Linked DNA regions of Muntiacus reevesi: region 2 is linked to region 1. The links are chromatin contacts, called in public Hi-C maps. All regions are on one chromosome and are shown on one strand. The core of a region is the stretch at or near the end of the contact, and the rest is flanking DNA. Distances in the headings are between cores, read along the strand shown. Region 1 holds the start of LTA4H (leukotriene A4 hydrolase). Region 2 holds the start of CDK17 (cyclin dependent kinase 17).

Evidence for each region. A called contact is a pair of places that touch in the nucleus more often than the background predicts.
Region 2: a contact with region 1 is called in a Hi-C map of muscle, with 3 times the contacts expected there. The contact joins the promoter of CDK17 here to the promoter of LTA4H in region 1. A contact is called at or near these places in 2 of 3 Hi-C or Micro-C datasets (blood and muscle).

The regions. Positions count from the first base shown.
Region 1 is chr1:6,660,355-6,662,881 of mMunRee1.1, reverse strand. LTA4H (leukotriene A4 hydrolase) reads left to right here and starts at 1,260. Exons shown (of 19, transcript XM_065920930.1): 1 at 1,260-1,480. The coding sequence starts at 1,322. It overlaps TRNAD-GUC (transfer RNA aspartic acid (anticodon GUC)), which reads right to left and starts at 836; the gene lies at 765-836.
Region 2 is chr1:6,970,668-6,973,194 of mMunRee1.1, reverse strand. CDK17 (cyclin dependent kinase 17) reads left to right here and starts at 1,265. Exons shown (of 17, transcript XM_065937177.1): 1 at 1,265-1,825.

The DNA of each region.
Region 1 (2,527 bases), core at 11-2,510:
AGCCACCAGGGAAGTCTGGCGGTTTCCAAATCTCCTGACTCTGGTTTTGGTACTTCATACCCATTTTCTGGGGTTTCCCTGGCGGCCCTGTAAAGACTCTACCTGAAATGCATGAGGTTCAGGTTCAATCCCCGGGTAGGGAAAATCCCCTGTCGAAGGGCAGGGCAACACACTCCAGTATTCTTACCTGGAGAATCCCATGGACAGAGGAGCCTGAAGGCTACAGTCCATGGGGCCATAAAGAGTCAGATAGGATACTAACACACACAGTCATTCTCTGAATGCTACCAGTGTTCCTTTAATAACGTGAGTCTGACCATGTAATTCCCTTGCTTAAACTTTTTCTATGAGTACTCCATTCATGCATTCAAGATTAAAGGTCCAGCTGTTTAAAGTCCGTTGAGACACATTCTTCTCCAGTTTTGCCAGTTTCAACTCTGAGGTTCCATTTTTCAGGCAAGTCATCCTTCAACCTCTCCTCACGTCCAGTATGCCCCAGTTCTGCATCCCCCTTGCGCCCACTGCACACTCTTACAATAGAATTCTCGTTACAGTTTACTGAGGTAATCGTTCTAAGTTTCTAAGATGAGAATGTGGTTTATTTTCGTTTTGATCTCTAGGGCCTGAAAATGTACATACTGGGTTGCCAGCATGGAAAACAGACACAAAACGGTTTTAAAATATAAACCTTGATGTTGACTCTTTCACAGTAGCTTTTGAAATGCTTGCATGAACCCTGCAGGGAAAAAAAAAAACCCCATTGCCTCCCCGTCGGGGAATCGAACCCCGGTCTCCCGCGTGACAGGCGGGGATACTCACCACTATACTAACGAGGAATTGCATGAGCAAAAGTCTTCTGACAGTTCTCTTATCTCTTCTGACCCCGCCCCTCTCACACCCCACAATCATCAATAGGCCTGACATTTCTTCCACTGCTATTGCAACTTTCATCGAAGTTGAATGGAACTAAAATAAAAGCGTCCACTTATTTCCATCTGCTTACCCTTCCTCTAACTTCCATTCCCCTCCTTTCCCCCCACTCTCACTTTGGGAGCAATATCGATCCACTTCTACACCCCTCGGCACACACACACTCCCAGAGAGCAAAGCGCACGCCTTGTCGCACTGCACTATGGGACTTGTAGTTCCATCAATGCCTCACCGTACTCTTTGCTGACTTCAAAGAACTTCCTTTCCCAGCGGACGCCGCGAACTCCTCCTCCTCTCTTTACCTCACACCCCCTTTCTCTCGTGCTCAGCGGAGTAGTCTGGTTGCTGAGAGCCGGGGTGCAGACCGTGTGCATCGGGACTCCTCACAGCCATGCCCGAGGTAGTGGATACGTGCTCCTTGGCCTCCCCGGCGTCCGTCTGCCAGACCAAGCACCTGCACCTGCGTTGCAGCATCGACTTTGCTCGCCGGGTACTGACCGGGACCGCCGCGCTCACCGTGCAGTCCCAGGAGGACAATCTGCGCAGCCTGGTACGGTGGGACCTGCTCCCGGGCGCCCGCCTCTCCCTGGCCACCCGTCCTCCGCCTCTCACCCCGCTTCGGCCCCTTCCCGGTGCGGCCCCGCGTGCGTCGCGCATCCGTAGGTGCTCCTCCGCAGCCCACAGCCCTGTTCTGCAGCTCCTCTTCAGCCTCCGCTCATTTCTCAGGGCCCCGGTCTTCAGCCCCCCACGCATCCCATATCGATGCCTCCCAACCCAACTGGAGTCTCTGCATTCCTTCCTTACCCACTATGTGTACCTGCCTTCTCCTCCACTCCTTTCCCCAAAGCCTCCTTCGCAGTTCCTGGACACATCCTGGTGCCCATTCCACGCCCCGCTCCTCACCCAGCGCTTGTTTCATCTTAGCAGGAATTCTGCTTTCCCCGCTAATCCTAGCTCCCAGCGCTAAAGCGGTCGCCCCATTTCCTCGGCCTGCCGCCCAGAACTCCCTCCTCAGGCCCCAGAATTCTTCCAGTCCCCGCACACTTTGCTCAGTCCACACTGTGAGCTAAGTCCCAGGCCCTCTGTCCTGCGGGTTCTCAGCCCCACCTCTCGCTCCCAGGCCCCTTTACTTCAACCTGCGGGTCTACGGGATGTGACCGACCACCATCTCCCTGCCAGTTCTCAAACCCCTCAGAACCCCGAGCCCTGCTGTAACATTTTCAGCCTCCGCTTTATAACTCCAGGTGCAGCTGCCTCCGGATTCGTGGTTCTTCCTACCTTTGCTTCTTATCACCCTTCTCTGAGAAAAATTTAAGGAGGGGGGGACATTCAAGCTTTCTAAGGATGTCTCAATACAATTGATTAATAGTTGGTCCCCAGCAGCAAATAATATTGCACTTTCTTAGAAAATAAGGACTTCTCCAAGCTCTCTAGCCACCAGAATGATGAAAAACGTGTTTAGCTTTGTGGAATGTTATTATTTTATCTGTACAACATAGCCTATTTTCAGTGTTCTTACTCAAGCTGTCTGATAGTATTTGAATTTCCAAGATAAGGATTTTTACAAATAAAAGGAACAAGAAAACTAGCCACATAT
Region 2 (2,527 bases), core at 16-2,515, 310 kb before region 1:
GTTATGATAAGCAAGTGTTAAATACGTGTAGAGCATAAATGCTGCTAACTTATGGATTCCGGTAATTTTAGATGTATGGGAGTGGCTAGATCGAAATATATGATTGTTGAATATTACAGTAGATATGTTCAGTTTGGTCCAACAAAATAAGAGAAATCGGCAGACATTATTTTTAGGGAGAAAAGATTCACCCAGGAATCCAAGGAGATAATTGTCAGAAGTCCTTAGGACATAATGTGATTTGAAATTACATTAAAATTTTAGTAAGCCTATTTCTGGGCATTACAATGGAAAAATATATATCTCACTTCACCGGGCCTTTTATGTGGTTTTAAAGGTTTTTTTTTTTCTTGTTTAGGTTGTCTACATCCGGTTTCCATTCTCTTTTCAGTCCTCTCATGATCTCCCTCTAGGGGGTTATGTTTTTGTGTTTACTTTATGCTTTTATCGTTTTTAAAGGAAAAAAGTGGGTCAGTATGACTTCAGTTTGTCTTCACTTTCACTCTGCTCTTCATTCCTGAACTAGCTTTTAGCCTCTGGGAGAGAAGAAAGTAAAAACGTTTACAGAAACTGGGCCAACCTCTCTCCGGCCCCCCTCCTCCAAGAAAACAAAACCTAACCAGCTCAGCAACAGAAGTTCCTTTCTGTCCTCACAGCACCTTCTATTTCCCTTCTCAGAAAGCTCGGGTTTTTATTATAATTGCTTATGGCGTATCTTTCATGCCAGTGAGACTCTTAGTCCTTTAAGGACCTACTGTATTGTCAAAAACATAATATAAAGGAGATTGTAGTTTAACTGAATAAAGGCTGTGTGTGTGTGACTGCTGCTCTCGTATCCACCCAGCCTCCCACAATAAAGGAGAAAAGCTGCAGCAATCAAGCTCAAGTGTGGGTCCTTTGACATCAGCTTTCTAGAGAACGGGTAGAGAACTGTGGCAATGGTATCTAAATTACATAATTACTTGGATAATTGAAGCCACAGTTTTTGTGCTGGTGGGGGGATGTTGAAAGTTGAAGGGCTGAGCCAGTCAGATTTCCTCTCCTGGTCGCCGTGGACAGGCACTGCCTAACTTCGCCCCCGTGGGGTCTCATCACCTCTCCCGCCGCCCTCTCGCCACCCCAGGAGCGGGGCCCTCGCGGCGCGGGGCCCCCACCTCGGGGTGGGGGTTTCCCGGGGATACCCCGCCCCGCCTTCCAGGCCCCGCCCCCGCCGCGGCCACCGGCAGGGGTCGCGCTGCCCGCGGCGAGCGGCTCGAGAGGGGGTGGGGGAAGCTCCGGCAGCCGGTCGCCTTTCTCTGCCGCTGCTGGTTGGAGCGTTTCAATAAAAGTCTTTTTTCTCTTGCGCTCTCTCTCCCCGGGGAAACAGGCGGAGGCGTCAATCCGCAGCCGCCGAGTGAGAAAGCGACGCACACGCAGCGGCGAGCGTCTCGTCGGCTCGGCACCGTCCGCGGCCCCAGAGAAGGAGCCCGTGTCCGGCCCGGCCGCTTCAGCCGGGCGTCGGCGCCTCCCTGCCCGCCCCGCTCCCACCCCGGCTCCTCCAAGGGGATTAGTGGGCCGCCCGCGCGACTCGGCGGCCCGGGAGCCATGTTGTCCGGGGGGCTTGGCAACGCGTGAGGGACCCGCGGCCCCTGCCGGAGGCTCGGAATCTTCGGCGAGAGCTGGAACGCGGCTGCGGCGGCGGAGGCCTGCGCGGCGGAGGCGCCTCGGTCGGCCAGAGGCTGGGACCCGGACCTGCATCCGGTCGCCGCGGGCGTCGGCGGAGCCGCTTTGCCTCTGCGCCTCCCTCGCCTCGCCTGCTCTCGGGACGCGGCCCCCGCACTTGCTGGTGAGTTGGCGGCCGGCGGCGGCGCGGGGCTTTCCCTCCTGCCGCGCCGACCCCGGGCGGAGCGGGGCCGCAGGGTGCCCGGGACTGGGGGCCGGGGCGGGCGGCTGGGTAGGGGCGCGGGAGGCTCGGGCCAGGTCGGAAGTTGAGAGAGGGCGGCGCGGCGCAGGGGGCTCCCTGGTGCCTGTCGCCCCTGGGGTCCAGCGCGGACCCCGGGCACTTCCCCGGGCGTGGGGTGGGGGTGGGTGTCTGACGTTCCGGCTCCTTCGCGGGAGGCGCCTTCAGCCGCCGCCGCGCCCGTATTTGCTGCCGTCTTGGTCTCCGGGGGCAGGCCGGTCTCCCCGCGAGGCCGAGGAGGGGAAGAGGCAGAAAGTCTCCCGAGACACAAAGGTCCCCTCGGCGGGGGTGGAGCTGCGGGAGCGGGCGGCGCAGCTCCGAGGGGAAGGAAGGGGCGCGGGTCCGCGGGAGGTGGGCGAAGAGGCGGCGGCCGCCGCGTTTCCAGCTCCTTGGAGACGCCGGGGGTGTGCGCGGGTGGGGAGCGGGAGGAGGAGGAGCCCTCGCGTGGGGAGCCGGCCGAGACAAAGATCGGGGCAGCCTCCCGCTGGCGGGTCACACCCCTGAGTGTTGGTCAGAGCAGAGGTGGAGGGAAGGTGGGAAACCCCAGTAACCGATGGGGAGGGGGAGATGAAGGGGCTGCCAAGTACT